2 separate regions of the Mus musculus genome follow, and region 1 is linked to region 2. A link is a contact called in public Hi-C data. All regions are on one chromosome and are shown on one strand. Each heading gives the region's core, a stretch centred on a gene start, on an enhancer-like site or on the middle of the called end of the contact. The rest is flanking DNA. Distances are from core to core; before and after follow the strand shown.

Region 1 (4,762 bases), core at 1,899-4,398, 180 kb before region 2:
AGGTTATCACATTAAATGCTATAAATTGGGACTGTTTTCAAGGCAAGATTATTCCATATTAGAACTGTCGTCATTCCCTTTGGATCCTTAATAGCATTTCAGATACAGCACTTGTGATGCACTGATATACCTTAGGGATAAAGCATGCTGATTTTTTTTCTGATTTTTATCTTAAGAACATTGCATATGACTTGAACAAAACACTTATTATATTAACCATTTAATCCATATATTTTGAATTTAACAAGTAGATTTAAAATAATCTTTCTTCGGGGGGGAAAAAAAGCAAAAAAGCTGTCAGTGGTGCAGTCTTTCAGTTCCAGCACTCAGGAGGCAGAGGAAGGCTGATCTCTGTGAGTTCAAGTCCAGCCTGGTCTACACAGAGGGTTCCAGGAAAGCCAAAACTACACAGAGAAACCCTGTCTGGACCCCCTCTTCCCCCCCCCAAAAAGACTTCCGTGATCCTCAGATATCTTCACTGCAAAGTCTGAGATTCTTTCAGTGTTCTGCTCTTATCTTTAACAACTGGAGGTGTTTTTAGTATTAAAGGAGGAACAGACAGAGTGAAAACATGTGAAAATAGTAACTCAGTTTCTTAGTTAATTTTCTAGCATATGAAAATAGTAACTCGGTTTCTTAGTTAACTAGATTAAACTGTTATTTTGTAGCAATTATGAACCATCATGACAGGTAAACCTGAATTTCATTTTATCATTTTATTTCTGTGCCAGTATTTAAAAATATATTGAGTATTTTATGATTGTTGATAGATGTGGCTGAACTAAGCTTACAGCAGATCAATGTTTTAAAAATTGAAACAGTATAGGTTTGTATTGATTAATGTGGCTAAATCAAAATGGGAGGTTTTGTAACAGCTTTCTTAGACGGGCTGCTCCCCAGTAATGGCAGCCTATCCATTTTAGCTTTCCACTGATAAATCAGCTTGAAAATTGGATGTCAAAATTTTTTTCACCGAAGTAGTGATTTTTTTCTTGCCCTTTAACCTTTTCTGATATATTAGATTAGTTTATAAGACTAAACTCTATCTCAGAGAAAGCAGTTGTCAAATTGACAATTTGATGGATTTTTAGATGATTTTAACATCTGTTTTCATCCACATGTGTGTATGTGTGTATATATGTATATACATTAACACCTGTATATAACTATATATTTTCTAATGCCCTGGCTAAAGATAGATTTTTATATTGAAAAATTAAAATGTATATTTCCAAATATTCAGCATGCTGTTTGTAGATCTTAGTCACTAGAGAAGATAATAGTCCTGACTGAACAGTTGCTCCCTGCTTCTGCACTGCTCTCCATTGTGTTCTGTGTGGACAGGTTTTCACATGAATTGTCATTTCTTAAAAACAAACAAACAAACAATAGTCCTTAGTTGGTCTATGACCATTTTCATACCTTACTATACACTCAAGAGAAACCTGGCATGCTTTATTACCATACAAACAATAAGCATAAGCCAATGGCACTCTCTTATGTATCAGGAACAAGTAGTTAAGATTTAAAATAACACTGAAAAATATGACTAACATCACGAAAAAAGAAGCTTAATTTGTATTTAATGGGTAGATTTAGGGGATGGCTGACATAGTAGAATCTGTGTTAGCCTGGAAAAGGTATTGATTGGGAAGTTTCTGTTGTATAATTACTTTTTTTGCCAGGAAAAAAAATTCATGGTGTATTGATCTAGATGGGGGCCTCTGTGCAGCAGCTTCCCTTGGCTAGCAGTGAGTGTCATCTTTCAGCCATGATAAATGGTAACACACTGGCCCCACATAATTACCTTGTGCTGAAATGAACCTCCTATCCCCTTCCCAGCACAGCGATATAACAGCCGGCTTCATCTGAAAGCCGTAATTTACTGGACTAATCATCCTCTTAATACGGGACAATCCGTCTCTCCTAGAGTATGACCTGTGTTGGCTAACTGAAACAGAAACATCTTTTAAAGTAATGAGTGAGTTAAAAGACTGCACAGTGTGCTGCAGTTTTACCACTTCTCAGTTGTTTCTTATCTATGCTGTTCCTGCCTATTCACTCCTGGTCACTGGGGATTCTGTACAGGAGATGTAGACATGGTCAAATGCTTGGTTTGCAGTGGGCGGTGATTTATGAAAATTAGCCTATTAAGTTTACAAAATGACTAAATTTTGTAAATATTAAATATTTATTTAGGTGACACTTGTTTTGAGGAAACTGCCACTTAAAATTCTTGCATATAAAATTTTAAGTCTTAAGCAGCATTTCTGTTTTATAAATTCTTTCTCTTTGACACTTACTTCCATCAAGCAGTGAATAAGCCCCTGGGAATGTAAAGATCACACTGTCCCTAGCCGTTCGAAAGACTAAGATGGTTTCTATTGCTCGTCACTCTTATGACAAAGATGCTGAGTGTGTTACCAAAGACCTGTCCTTCATGCCCCTGCCTTAATACTGTCCCCCCACCCCGTAATGACTTTGATTTAAATAATGCTATTTAAAGGGTGTCAGGCAGTCATTTTAGATCATTGTAAGACCCTGGTGAAGCATTGGATCAAGGTCATTTTCAGAGATTGTACTTAGTTAAATAAATGTACAAGTTTTCACGAAGGGTCCAGCTTTTCAGTGTGCTGTTACAAGCTCCCTCGGAGCCTCTGGGAATACCACATAAAGCATAGCTGCCTCTGCCTTGAAGGCACTGTATTTTATATTTTCCTTCTCTTTGATAATTTTCTCCTCATAATTCTGTTTATTCTCACAACTGAGCACAAAAGTTTTGATTATAAATCAGATCCATCACTTTTGACAGTTGGTGGAAACCCTATATAGAGATAGGAACATTTAGGATCATTTAGGGTCATTTTTTGCTACATTTTATTAAAAATCACTACTTAAAAAAAAAAAAAAGACCGAACAGTTGGAGGATGGACCAGGAGGGGAATAAAATATTGAGTGTAAATAAATAAATAAACAAAACAAATAACAACAACAATGACTGAAAAGTTCCCCCGTGGCTGTAGCCCAGGTTGATAGTTTCGTCCTACCATCATCACAGCTGGCTTCTTGCTGTTCACGGCTAACAAGTGAGATGCATGCAGATGAAAGACACCCTGATCGTGTGTAGTCATTTCCTGTCACGTTACCAGCCTTAAATTACTTCCATGGCCTAGCACTGCTTATCAAGAAAGCCCAGACCCAACTTCTGCATTGAACTGTGCTGTGCTCCAGGAAAATGATACTTCCTTAAAGCCGCCTCGAGAGGGTAGCTCATCACCACACTGTCATTTTCTAAAGTGACTATTATGTTTGCTCCCTGAGGAAATACTGTCTCTGATCAAGTCATTTATCACTTAAATTCTAGAATGCGTGTGCTAAAGTAAACATGTCTCTTTATTTTAATTGTTAACATATTTTTAAATGAAACAAAAAGTTAGGCTAAAATGCCTCAGGTCAAAGTCTCATTGAGCTGGGGTTTTCTTAAATATTTATTTGAGCAAAATGGGAAGGGAAGCTGCACTGAAAGCTTCAGAGGTCAGGGAGCTATAGTGAGTTTGATAGAAAGCAGCTTTTCTCCTTCCGTTTCTAAATGGTCCCTGCTTTGATTATAAGCATTTATTATAATTATCAAGAGATTAGGCCGTTGTTATAGAATCCTAGTAATGGGACCATTTAGAAGGAATATAATGGCAGTTTATTGGATTCTGCAAAGGAAAAGAGTGCACAGATAGAGTGGTCTGTTTTGTGCATGGCTCCACTCCTGGCTGAGGATACTGATTTTATTATTTCATCTCTGTCCTTTCGCTGTGGTAGGTTTTGGTGGCTTGGGGGTGGGGGGTGATCATGTTCTCTAATATGTGACCTGACCTTTGGCCTTTGTATGCTTTTTATCTTGTGTAAACCACACATATGTGTATGTGTTGACTTTTCACTGTTAATATCTTTGCTATAAAAATCAGTACAGTTGATGCCCAGTTAGTTCTGCATAAATGAAAAATGTGGACCTAACATTTTTTTAATATTCCAATTCATTTAGAGACACCCACATGGAAGATATAAGATGGGGGTTGCTGAATTCAGTGGATTAGAGTTCCCTAAATCTGTAACTAGCAGAATTTCAGTATGTGCAGAAGTACAAGAGAACAGTTAGAGAATTGATATCTGTAGAGAGAAGGGACCATGCTGTCTGTCAGAAATGCCTGTGCTAGGAAGAGGCTCGAGTTCAGAAAAGGCCGTTCTCATGCAGTGAGATACTAGGGAAGCTATGCTAGTGATCTTGGATGTCCTGAAAATAAATGATCACTGGCCATCATCCTTGCCTAGCATCCTGTGAAAAATAAGCCTTCTGAAGGTTTTTGGTTCATTATTTTATTTTGTTTTGTTTTTGTTGTTTTGTATTGTTTGTTTGTTTGAAAATTACCTTGTTTTTATCAAAGTCATAAAGAAAATTACTTTTATTTAAATGTTTATATTTTCTGCTGGGATTTTGTGGGGATAGCCTTCCCCCTCTGCCTTCCTCCCTCTCTCTCCCTCCCTTACCCCTCCCCCATCAGCAGTGTCACACTCTGTAGTACAGGCTTTGAACTTTAAATCTCCTGCCTGAACCTCCTGAATAGCTGGACTCACAGGCCTGCCCTGCTACTCCTAGCCTAAATAATATTTTTTGAAGCATTTCAAATCTGCATTATCTCTACTTTTTCTGAATCATATTATCAACATACATAGTGTTATTTGGTTGCTGTTATCGCTAAACAAGTGTGTA
Region 2 (5,096 bases), core at 1,643-4,142:
CTGCACAAACATCATGACCAAGAAGCAAGTTGGGGAGGAAAGGGTTTATTTGTCTTACAATTCCATACTGCTGTTTATCACCAAGGAAGTCAGGACTGGAACTCAAGCAGGTCAGGAAGCAGGAGCTGATTCAGAGGCCATGGAGGGATGTTCTTTACTGGCCTGCTTCCCCTGGCTTGCTCAGCCTGCTCTCTTATAGAACCAAGACTACCAGCCCAGAGATGGTCCCACCCACAAGGGGCCTTTCCCCTTCAGCACTAATTGAGAAAATGCCTTACAGTTGGATCTCATGGAGGCATTTCCTCAACTGAAGCTCCTTTCTCTGTGATAACTCCAGCTGTGTCAAGTTGACACAAAACTAGCCAGTACAATGGGGAAGACACATTTAGAGAGAGCCTTGAAAACCAGTAAGAAAGGGGGCCTGGTTGAAGGTGTGACTAACTGTAATATGATTGGTGGGTGCCAGGGTGGTTTACAGATAAGAGCCTAGCAAGACAACTGAGAAAGTGGCCCTTCTGAGTTCTCTCTCTATGGGGAGTTTTATAGTCCAGCTAAGCAGGTAAGACCAGAGGTCATCTGTGTATGAAATTCAAAAGTCACCTGTGGCCATCTTATTTGTTGCACCCCTTGCACAGCACACAGCACATTTCTGTGTCCTTGCCTGCCTACCTCTGCAGAATCTTAAGTACTCAAATCTCCCTGTGGGGTTGAACACACCTGCATTGTGGCAGGCTCTAGAGAGAGACAGGTGCTAAGCATTTCATGATTGACTAGTGAATATTCTGCAGGGTAATAATACAAAAATGGTTCAGAATCACTATAGAAAAATTGTAGGTTGTTAGAAGCCATCTTGAACTTGTATTTCTATCTAAAGAGTTCACAGTAGAAAACCGAGGTGGTCTTCCTACTTGTAATCAGCTGGTAAGAGAATGGGCTCTGGCATGTAGTAGCTATAATACGTAAATACCCTACAGACCACACAAATCCAAATGCCTTCCTCATTTATAGCGGTAACCATTACATTCTAGGTTCATAAACATAAATACATAAGTCAATACCACAGTTTGGAGCACATGTGTGTATTCTGTCCATAGCAACTGCCCCATATCCAGGTACACATCCAACGGTAATAGTTGCTTACCACCATATAGTGATGCACATCCGATGATAATGCTGCCTACCACCATATCAACATGTTAATCCAGTGGTACCTGCCTCCCTCCATCACAAATGTGCAACTACTTCTAAAACCAGAAGCTAACAGGTCTCTAAGCTGTGCTGAGCTGATAATGGGACACTGCTGGACATTGAAATGAATACTGACTGAAAGAGGAATGGATATCACAGACACTGTGTTGATCCACATAGGGCACACAAGTAAAATGTTCTCCTTATCATTCAGTTTCTAGAAATATCAGAGAAGAAGATATTGATACTGATAAGCATGGAAATAGTGATTAGCTTTATAGGTGAGGTGTGATTTGAGACAGTTAGCTAAGGAGAGATAGAAAGTTGCTCATACAGGTGCTCACATTACTGTCACCAAAGGTCGAGATAAGAAAACATCAGGTTCCATTCCCAAGTCTTTGTCTAGATAAGGAGAAAAACTGTGTTTACTCTGTCTTTGTCTTGCTGGAGCCTTGAATGCGATTTGCATAAGTGTGCTGAAATCTCCAAGCTCTGGGCCAGCAAGAAGACTCAGCAGGTGAAGGAGATAGCCACGGAGCCTGATGAGCTAAGCTTGACTCCCCAGGTCCTACATGGTAGAAAGAACCATCTCAAGTCATCCTCTGATTTCATTGTGCACGTCATTGCAAGTGTGGCCTACTCATATCAGTGCATAACTGATATAGCAATAACTAATATAATTTCAAAATCTAGGGTTCCAATTTAGAGATCACAAACCTGATTAAGCAGTGTTGCGTTCTAAGACCAAGCCAACCAACCCATGTTTTCATATCAGCAATAAAACCATTGTCCACCAAGGATCCTGTGTAAATGTTATAGCTTTAAGAGTACAGGTTTCCCCAGTGCAAGTGTTACAGCACTGAGGGGAAAGGACTCCTGGCAGTCAGGAGCCAAAGAACACCACAAAGTCACATGGGACAACAAACTTCATACAAGAGATTTACTGGGGAAAACACAGAGGGTGGCTGCCTTTGCTTGGGCACAAAGCAACAAAGACCTGGGAGGGAGATTATACAGGGTTTCTTAGGGGCACAGTTTTCTAGGGTGGGGATTGGTGGGATTACAGATCCTGAGCTTGGGATGAGCCCAGGAATTGGTGCAATTTCAAGATCAGGGATTGTTGGGTTTTCAAGTCCTGAGCTTGAGTTTTGGAGCAGAGCATCTGGAGAAGGGGGTGAGTTGGGGCTTTTAGACTATTAGAGTGCAGGTGGAGCCTGGTGGTTGGAGGGTCTCAGGGTGGTTTGGGGCCTGGCCACTCAGATGCCTGAAGAGGCTCACACCCTGTGTCCTTTGAAGTTTGTAGAACAAGAAGGCTTGATAAGCTCCTTTGTTTTTTAAAAGAATCAAGTGCTGCACCTGTTCCCTGTGTGGACCGTGCTTCTCACAGGGACACTTGCTAGACTTCCTTGACTCTCAGGTGTACAGCTTCTAATAATGGGTAACTTCTTAGTGAAGGAAACTGAGTTGACAAACTCATTTCCTAACACCTTCTAATTCTGGATAGCTTCTTAGTAAAGGAAGTGGGGTTGACAGGCTCATTTCCAAAGGTTAGTTTTATGCCATCTCTCTGACTCATCTTCCTGAATATTAACACTGCCTAGACTGAAGACATTCATTCACAAATCCCAGCATCTAGAATAACCAGTCAGGGATGAAGGAAGTGAAACATGCAGTCTGGCCTTGTCTCCACCCACAGTCCTCCCTGCTGTGTGCACTCATGTGCATTTCTGATTTCCTGAGGACTTCCTGAGGGCAGTGTGGGTGTTGACTAAGCATTTATATGTTTGTCAGCCTAATTGCTGCAGTGGCACTGAACTCTTGTAAATAATGGGCCCCGTGTCTTCTCTACCCATGTCCGTGCACTTTCTCTTTTCTGGATCGGCTTCCAGCTTGGCCCAGATTACCCCACTGGTGCTCCACTGTTATAGTCAGTGTTACAGATGTTGGGACGACAGCCACAGTCCTGACCTGCAGAGTCAGTCTGAGCAAACAGACACATAGTCATGGATGCACTTCCATGACAGAGGGAGAAACTGTACTCTGAGAGTATGGGGAAAGCTGGTAATGATGTGCCAAGTCCCAGCACAAGGACAACATCAGTGGAGGACTTCCTCCTGCGTGGAGTGGATCTCTCAGGGAGTGCCCCAATCACAGATTCCTAAGCTGTGTGATGGCCTCCATCACAGTAGGCTGGTCTCCTAGTCCAGTACCCGTCTGTTCAGCAAGGAGACACCAATGACTCCCTTAAAAGGGCTTGGGGAAGAGGTGCAGAAGAAGAAGGAGGGGCAGCAGGCTCGCTGGCCATTGTCTGGCAGGGGCCAAAGCCGGAACGTAGAGGAGGCAGGCCTGCCTTTCTGACATCAGTAAGAGCTGAAATTTTTTAATTCAGAAGGGAAGGAATGTTTTGAAGGCACAGACACAGGTCCGTCCATTATAGATAAATTCTAGAACACAATCCTTTGCTGCACAAGACCATCTGACACAACTCACAAGGAAGAAAGCATCGTCCCCAAAGAGAAACATGGCGCTTGAACACTCTGCTCAGCCCAAAGGGATTACCAAAGAGCACTAGACAAGAAGTTTCTGGAAATTATGCCAGTATCCTGTCATTTTTTACTATAACTTTAATATTTCTGTTTGAGAAATAAGGTTAGAGTAAGTGGGGGATTCTTGCTGTCTCTTCATTCAGTGAGTGTTGGGTTCCCTAAGTTCAGGACAGTGACTGATGTTCAGGTGTGTGTGTGATGGTAGCCCCAGCCTCTCGCACCCATGCGGTCCTTTTTCCTGGGGGAATAGAAGTAAAGGCCCCAGCTAGAAAGACCTTAGCTGATAGTGGGCGTTTGCTGGCCAAGGCAGCTTTAAACAGCAAAAGCACTGCTTTTCCTCACAAATAATTCTCAAGAGTTATTGTAATAATGTGAAGCCAACTAGAAATGGTCTCTTCTCCGCTTTTATAACCATAAATCTTGCAATGGGGAGACACAGTGTGGTGGTACCTACATGAATACAATTTAGCTAAATAGTCACACTTTGCATTTGAATGGACATCATGAAAATAAATGTTACATTAAAACTGGACAGCACTTAAGGAGATTTAATAATTCATCTCATTGTCACTGCAAATAAATGAACCAAAGCCCCTTTTATGCACTTGTTAAAATATGGTGGATAATGATCCATTCATGTTTAATATTGCTAATAAATTTGAAAGTTCACATTTTTTTTACTGATAAACACTTTGTTGAAATGCGGTGTAGGAGGACGGATGGTTAAATTGAAGTACTTTGTAAATGAGAATTGTAGATGGAGATGCAACTAGCCGCAGCACTGTGTCAAGGGCCATCTACAGCATACCTGCGCTCCTTCCATGCTCAGCAGTGGGCTTCCTATTTCACTTTTATGTGCACCAAATTGCACATGATTGTAGGGGAAACTAGCATGGTAATAGAGTAATGATGGTAGTAAATATTGTGCTTCTCCTTGTTGACTTAAATTACACATTTACAATATCTCAGGAAAAAATCTTATTAGTCTAATTTAATATGTTGAAATATTTTACCTATAAAATTTATGAATTGAAGAAATACTTAGGTCTCTAAACACACAGATGCACATATACAGGCATACGGGCATGCACATGCATGCAGTGTTATATTGTATAATCCAGACAGTTTGAGATAGAAATTAGTTCTATTCAATGGGAGCCATACCATCTTAGCATTCATGTCTGCACAGGCTTTTCTAAAAATATGTATATGTCTCAGGATACTCAAAGAATTCTTTCATTTTTAGTGAATCTTTGTGAAAGTTTACATGAAGGAAGCTGAGAGAAATTCATTCATAGCTTAAAGTAATATCCCAGAATACCTCTTAAAGCACATAGCAAGCTGAACTGTGTTTTTGTATTG

What was found. Hi-C and Micro-C count contacts between places; a contact is called where the count stands out from the background.
Region 1: a contact with region 2 is called in a Hi-C map of bone marrow-derived macrophages, with 2.0 times the contacts expected there. The contact joins two enhancer-like sites. A contact is called at or near these places in 1 of 484 Hi-C or Micro-C datasets (bone marrow-derived macrophages) and 1 of 9 other capture datasets (bone marrow-derived macrophages).

Annotation. Positions count from the first base shown.
Region 1 is chr3:55,827,452-55,832,213 of GRCm38.p6, reverse strand. All of the region lies in intron 38 of Nbea (neurobeachin), which reads left to right. Among named protein-coding and RNA genes, the nearest start is that of Mab21l1, 47 kb to the right of the region's middle. Within about 2 kb of position 3,148, at least 36 of the 459 cell types and tissues checked have an H3K27ac peak or open chromatin away from gene starts, as enhancers often do. A contact at or near this core is called in bone marrow-derived macrophages, where this site is marked.
Region 2 is chr3:55,650,292-55,655,387 of GRCm38.p6, reverse strand. All of the region lies in intron 49 of Nbea (neurobeachin), which reads left to right. Among named protein-coding and RNA genes, the nearest start is that of Gm46804, 55 kb to the left of the region's middle. Within about 2 kb of position 2,892, at least 63 of the 459 cell types and tissues checked have an H3K27ac peak or open chromatin away from gene starts, as enhancers often do. A contact at or near this core is called in bone marrow-derived macrophages, where this site is marked.